Linked DNA regions of Mus musculus: region 1 is linked to region 2. Evidence: chromatin contacts called from public Hi-C data. All regions are on one chromosome and are shown on one strand. Each heading gives the region's core, a stretch centred on a gene start, on an enhancer-like site or on the middle of the called end of the contact. The rest is flanking DNA. Distances are from core to core; before and after follow the strand shown. Region 1 overlaps Fam227b (family with sequence similarity 227, member B). Region 2 overlaps Shc4 (SHC (Src homology 2 domain containing) family, member 4).

Evidence for each region. Hi-C and Micro-C count contacts between places; a contact is called where the count stands out from the background.
Region 1: a contact with region 2 is called in a Hi-C map of neural progenitor cells, with 2.2 times the contacts expected there. The contact joins two enhancer-like sites. A contact is called at or near these places in 1 of 39 promoter capture datasets (pre-B cells) and 1 of 484 Hi-C or Micro-C datasets (neural progenitor cells).

Annotation. Positions count from the first base shown.
Region 1 is chr2:126,006,790-126,010,619 of GRCm38.p6, forward strand. It overlaps Fam227b (family with sequence similarity 227, member B), which reads right to left. Exons shown (of 17, transcript NM_029455.3): 12 at 448-545. Among named protein-coding and RNA genes, the nearest start is that of Fgf7, 26 kb to the right of the region's middle. Within about 2 kb of position 2,077, at least 4 of the 459 cell types and tissues checked have an H3K27ac peak or open chromatin away from gene starts, as enhancers often do. A contact at or near this core is called in neural progenitor cells, where this site is marked.
Region 2 is chr2:125,658,674-125,662,062 of GRCm38.p6, forward strand. The region is part of intron 6 of Shc4 (SHC (Src homology 2 domain containing) family, member 4); the gene reads right to left. Among named protein-coding and RNA genes, the nearest start is that of Eid1, 13 kb to the right of the region's middle. Within about 2 kb of position 1,773, at least 63 of the 459 cell types and tissues checked have an H3K27ac peak or open chromatin away from gene starts, as enhancers often do. A contact at or near this core is called in neural progenitor cells, where this site is marked.

The DNA.
Region 1 (3,830 bases), core at 827-3,326, 350 kb after region 2:
CCACAATAAACTCTCTCTTATTCCCTTAAAACTAAACAAAACCAACAAACCACAGAGGCGCTAAGTGTAGTACTCAAGACCTAAAGCTGAAGACAGAACAACAGTGGCCCGCATCCCTTTGGTTGCCTTGGGAACCATAACAGCCTCATGGGACACCCTAGAGGGTGTCTTTGGATGTCAACCCAAGGAGGAGCCACAGCAGAGAACTGTCATGAAGAAAAGATAAGGGCTGTGGTTTTTGTTATTTTTAAACTGTCACTAGAGATGGTAGTATTGTCAGAAGAAAATAGAACATTTAAATTTATGATTAACAAATCTCTGATCATTAAATTATTTCTAAGATACATGCTGGGGATATGCTCATCAGGATTACTGTGTGAACCCAGTGGATTTTAGCGACACTGGCAACTGAACATAGGAAGGTCTTACAATGACACCTGGGCTCACCTTGGTTGCTGCTTTTGATGCTACGGACTCTTTCATGAGTTTAGGCATTGCGTACGCTCTTGGGTTCTTTAGAATATCCTCGATTTTCAAGTCTCTAACTAAAACAAAATAATAAGAGACTCTAATTGTTTCTTTCTTCACAAAGGCCACATTTCTCTGCACTTTTGTCCCAGCAGTGCTTACCCTCAGTGAGAGAGAGAGAGAGAGAGAGAGAGAGAGAGAGAGAGAGAGAGAGAGAGAGAGAGAGCAGCACAGGAAGAGGTAGGGAGAGTGCTGCTAAAGTGGCTGCAGCAGAAGAAATAAATATTCTACCCCTGAGTTTATTAAGCTGGTGTTTAGAGTATGTTAAATTCATTAATTTATATTAAGGTCATTCTTGTGAAATCATTCAGTAAGTATGTAACAAGGGTTGCAAGAAGTCTCTTTTTTAATTGATTCTTGATGCATTACAAAATGGGCTACTAGATATTGGCCTGAAATTCCAGAAGTAGGTAAGCATTTAATACTATCAGAGGTTAAAACATCTGGTAGCCAAGAACTGGCATTTGTCATTTGGAACAGATCCAAAGTAGCTTGGAGTTAGAATGGGCAACTAAGGAAAGAAATCAGACCAAGTTTTTAAACTTGCTTTTTTGTTTTGTTTTGTTTTGTTTATTTTAACACAACTTATGCAACCCAGGCTAGGCTTCTCTGGTCTTAGCCTCAGGCATGCTGAGGTCACAATTTTGAGTGTTTCTTTAACACATGTCTGTGTGATGGCAGTTTCTGAAGGAGTGAGCATTGAGGACTAAGTGAGCCTGGCTCCATACCCACGGCCCTCCATTGGATGCTTGCTATGCAGAGCATCTGACTGCGGTGTGAGAACTGCTGTTCATAGAAAGTAAGAACCATGCAAAGAACCCAAACTGGGCAGATTTGGAACTCAGTGTAAAGGTCAGAGATAAATGAAGAAATGAGTAAAGAAATTGAAGAATAAAAATAGTCAAAGAAAAGTTACAAAAAGCCTACAAAATTTAAGAACTCTAGACATTTCCAGTACACAGTATTGTTCATAAATGCCTGTTGGCTAGTCTCCCCTCTCCCACCGTTCTCTAACTCACTGATTTTATTTTAGGGAAAAATGTTTTAATTATGGTGTTCATGTACTCACTGTTTGCAGAATCTCTGAAAACTTGCAGAGATTAATTGAAAAGTCACAAAGACTGCATTTGATACAGCTTACATCTTCGATCTTCTTCTTCTTCTTCTCCTTCTTCTTCTTCTTCTTCTTCTTCTTCTTCTTCTTCTTCTTCTTCTTCTTCTTCTTCTTCTTCTTCTTCTTCTTCTTCTTCTTCTTCTTCTTCTTTCCTTCCTCCCTCCCTCCATCCCTCCCTCCCTCCCTCCCTCCCTCCCTCCCTCCCTCCCTCCCTCCCTTCCTTCCTTCCTTCCTTTCTTCCTTCTCCTTCTCCTCCTCCTCCTCCTTCTCCTTCTTCTTCTTTTTAATTTGACCAGTGAAAAAATACGCCAACCTTACTATGTGTACACAGGGAAACTTTTTCCATTTACTTCTAGCCCAGTATTGTCCTTAAGAAGGACACTTGCACAGTGAGTCCTGTTACTCCCAGATGCTTGCGCAGCTTTTATTTTAGGAGCTCTTCTAGAATGCAAATGACGTTAGCTCAGTGACTCTAAAGCAAGGTCAAGCATCTCATTTGTATTAACGCAGCGAATGCATAAATTATTGAAACAGAAAAGACACTGGGGCTCATCACTAACATATTTTCTTTAGAAGAGATGTACTTTGAAGGAAAGCTCTTGGAAAGAGACTTTTGTCCAGTACTAAACTGTCAGGAAAATAAAGGAAAGAAAACTCAGGTGGCCATTAAGCAAACTGTGTGTGACGTGCAGAGTAAAGAATAAAATACACGTGCAATTTCATCTCAGTAAAATAGGGACATGTTGAGCATTTTGAAGAAAGTCTATGTGTTTGTGAATATATTCTTATTATTTAACTAGAAAAGATTTCTGCTTACCCTCGATCCCAATATATATTCCCTTCACACTCTGGGTCTCATTAGCTACAGGCCCAGCTACTGCCTTATTAGAATTCAAGAGAGTTACATTTGTCTTCCTAACTGGATCTTTGTGTATCTGTTTCTCTTGTACGAAATTTATGGTTTGAATTGGCAAACTGAAGCACCATGGACTTTACAATGCTGGAAAGTACAATCAAACTCCTTCCTGCAATGCTATGATATCATAGGGCATTTACTTGTAACTTTACAGAGAGACCAGAGGCTGAAATGCTTACAGCACTCATGCCTAGCTGTGAAGTGCTGTGTTTACGGAGGGTATCATTAGCATCCCTGAGTTTTGCCAATTCAACTAAATTTAGTCATCCAAGGACATGAGGATATCTGGTCATAATAAGAGAGTTATATTTGTGCTGCACTAGATGCCATTTTATCTTCTGCTGGAATCACAGAATCCGCTTCTCTCTCACTGCTTATTAGGAACCGCATCTGCAACTCATTATTATTATTATTTTTAAATTTTTTATTAGGTATTTTCTTCATTTACATTTCCAGTGCTATCCAAAAAGTCCCCCATACCCTCCCCCCCCCCACTCCCCTACCCACCCACTCCTACTTCTTGGCCCTGGCGTTCTCCTGTACTGGGGCATATAAAGTTTGCAAGACCAATGGGCCTCTCTTTCCACTGATGGCCGGCTAGGCCATCTTCTGATACATATGCAGCTAGAGACACAAGCTCCAGGGGGTACTGGTTAGTTCATATTGTTGTTCCACCTATAGGGTTGTAGATCCCTTTAGATCCTTGGGTACTTTCTCTAGCTCCTCCATTGGGGGCTCTGTGATCCATTCAATAGCTGACTGAGAGCATCCACTTCTGTGTTTGCTAGGACCCGGCATAGTCTCACTAGAGACAGCCATATCTGGGTCCTTTCAGCAAAATCTTGCTAGTGTATGCAATGGTGTCAGCGTTTGGAAGCTGATTATGGGATGGATCCCCGGATATGGCAGTCAATAGATTGTTCATCCTTTCGTCTCAGCTCCAAACTTTGTCTCTGTAACTCCTTCCATGGGTGTTTTGTTCCCAATTCTAAGAAGGGGCAAAGTGTCCACACTTTGGTCTTCGTTCTTCTTGAGTTTCATGCGTTTAGCAAATTGTATCTTATATCTTGGGTATCCTAAGTTTCTGGGCTAATATCCACTTATCAGTGAGTACATATTGTGTGAGTTCCTTTGTGATTGGGTTACCTCACTCAGGATGATGCTCTCCAGTTCCATCCATTTGCCTAGGAATTTCATAAATTCATTCTTTTTAATAGTTGAGTAGTACTCCATTGTGTAAATGTAGCACATTTTCTGTACCCATTCCTCTGT
Region 2 (3,389 bases), core at 523-3,022:
CTGGGGGTGACTTTGAGGTTTCAAAAGCCCATGCTATTCCTAGTTAGCGTTCTCTGCCTTGTGTTGTGGATCAGAATGTGAGCCCTTGGCCTACTGCTCAGGCCCAGTGCCTGCCTGCTCCCTGCCATGATGCTCATGGACTCACTCTCTGAAACTAAATCCCCCTTCCTTACAAGTTGCCTTGGCCATGGGGTTTCATCACAGTTCTATAACAGTAACTACGGCCAGGTCTTCACTTATGAGGACAGCAGGATAGGCTGTCTGTCTCCTTTAGAGAAAGTCTGGTATTTTTTTTTCTTCATACTAACTTAAACCCTCTGAGGAGCAGGACAAGCAGGCTGGGCACACAGAAGCACTAAGCCCGACCACCACCACTTGAGCACACTCTAAAGCGCTTCAGCTTCTCTGCAACTTCTCTGGATTGAATGCCTAGAAGGTTTTGGTTTTGTCTGTCCATAGGCAGTTCTCCAAATAATTTTCTGCTTTGCTTCAATTACCCTGTTGCTGGCTTTTTTTTTTTTTTTAAAGAAGATGGAACAGAAAGTAGAAAAGGGAAAAAATAAACAGAAAAAAGAAAAAACAAACAAACAAACAAACACCATGGGCTCCTGTCTCTCTCCATTAATGTGGCAGGCTGCCCTAGGCCCGTGCCACACCCCACCTCCTCTTAGCAAACACCCCTATTTTGACAGTGCTACTCTTTGAACTCTTAGTTTGTTCACATGATCACAGGGAAGCAACATAGGAACCTGCCATGAATCATATACAAAATGCTAGAATTCCTGGTCGGAGCTGCCCTACCTGCCGCTAACAGGCAAAGGGGAAAAGACGGATACATAAGAAATCCCGTGTTCCCAAGGGATTCTTGGTGACATGAAAACAGCCATGGCAGCCTGAGCTCTGATGTCTACATCTGGAATCAGTGCACACACCTGGTTTCTTTCCCAAGCTCCCAGTTCTACCTATGAGCATCAGTAAAAATCATAGGAATCTTAGCATGTCCCTTCACTAGGGATCCTAAGGGTAATATTACACAAAAGAATGAATATTACTCTTAGCCAGTAGAAGGCCTTTTAAAGAGTTTTGTTCCTTTGAGTTTCTGAGATGGTGAGTCTATGACCATCATAGCTAGGAGCATGGCAGCAAGCAGACAGGCAGGCATAGCGATGACACAGTTAGCTTACAGCTTACATCTTGATCTACAAGCATTGTGAGGCACAGAGAGCTGACTGAGAATGAAACGAGCATTTTTGAAACCTCAAAACCCACCCCCAGTGCACACCTCCTCTAGGTACTCACTATATACCCCTGGCTGGCCTGGAACTCTCTCTATAGACCAGGCTGGCTTTGAACTGACAGAGATCCACCTGCCTCTGTCTCCTGAGTACTGATATTAAAGGCATACACCACCACTCTCAGATTGTTCATTTTTCCGTAAAGATCAACATTTGTCTAGAATTAGTTCTTGAAATAAAGGTCAGTGTCTCAGATCATCCACCAGATGGTGCTGTGGGACGCAAATGGAGTAGATGCCTCCCGAAGCATCAGACTCCAAGAACAGTAGATTCACAGACAGCAGCCTGTGTACTTTACAAGCATAAATACAAATGTAAGTTAGCAGATTCGTTTAGGTTGCTTTTCATTGGCAGGGGCGTTGGTTTTACAATTCTCTTTTAATATTCAGCTCATGGCTTTCCTATACATAAACAGTCCAGGTAAACCGGGGTCTTTTCTCAGACTAAGTTCAGATACGGTATGAAAACCTCCTTAGCCTGCCACAGCATTGGAAAGCTGAAGACAGCATGGGCTTCCTCACGACAGCTACAGGAGAAGGCTGGACCTAACACTGACATTTTTAACTTGCCTTCTCTACAAAGAAAGCGTTTCATAAACTGATGAGTTCATAACAGGGCCGTAGCCAAGTTAGGAAAACGTAATACCAGCTGGATCTGGATGGAAACGTTGAACCAGGTATACAGCAGAGGGACGATGGGGGAGGGGTGACACATGGAGGATTATTAGCAGGAAGCCTGGTCTCCTGTGCCCACCTCCACTTCCTGCCAGTCGAGTTTTCCTCCTCACCCTTGCCGTCTGGCTCCTGCCTTTCTGAAGTCACCTAGTCTGTGGGCTCTCTGCTGAACTGAAGGTGTTTTCTTTCCTTCACTCTCCTACTATTCCAGCGTGAGACTATCCCGGTGTCCTCTCCAGGAAAAAGTGCTGTTCCTCCTAAGAAGGTCGCTCTCACCGGACCTCCTCCTCACGCTGCCACGCCGCGTGTCCTGGGACTTCTCCCCTCTCTGCAAGCCTCAGCCCCTTCCGTTGTGGACTCCTCTGCTGATGGTCCTACTCCACTTCTTCTGCTTCCCTCTCTCCGTCTCCTCGCCTCTAGCTATCTTCCCGTCTCCCATCCCCCAGACCCGTTCCTGGCTGGCATCAGGCTCCAGACCCACAGTAGCAGGCTCGGAGGGCATTAAGGGCAGATGCCTAGCTCATGGTCAGTTTGGGGCCTCACCTCCCATTCACCAAGTGAAAAGGTTGGAGTACTGGATTTTACTGAGGCTGATGAAGGCAAAGACGCTTCCTGCTGGTCTGAGGAATGGATAGTATTTCCACACACCTCAATGATTAGAACACTGTAAACTACTGAACCCAACCAGGCCCATCAATCTCCCGGTCAGGAGGTCACCCCTGGTTGCCCCTGGCAGTCCCTCTACTTGTAGCACCCGGAAGCCCCTCCATCTGTGCGGTTGTTTGCAGATCTCCAGTGCCAAGCTTTCTGAACTTTACAGTTCTAACCATAAAGCCTAACCCCACTGCCACCCCAGCTTTCTATCTCTCCACTGAATACCAACCAAAATCTTAAGATTTTTGCCTAGTCACTGTTTTCTGTGAAGACTACATAATCCCACTTCTATAGTGGCTTCCAGACTCCCATACCTGACCCTAATTCAAAGGCCTGGCCGACTCCCCTGATCTTCCTACCTCCTCTCCAAAGCCCCTGCCATGATTTCCAGCCTATCTGTCCTGTGGGTTTTTTTCCTCAAACTGTAATAAAATGGACTTTGAATTTCCTTCAGAGTCCATTTTAAGGTTATCTTATTATTGACCAAGGACCTCTAAAAGGAAATCCCAGTCCCCTGTGACACTTGGACAGAGCGGGTCTCCCTAAGGAGAATCCTAACTCACTAGGCAATGTTCTGTCACCTTCTCATTCCACTATTTTTTATTCAGGAATTGAGAACATTTGAAAATATATAACAAATACTCATTATTAGAATTGAAGAAAATAAAAAAGACCAAGAGAAAGTTAAAATCACCCCAAATTCCACCATGCGGAAACAGTTGCTATTAGCAGTTTGGCATAGGCCTTTCCAGTTTTGTTTTGCTTT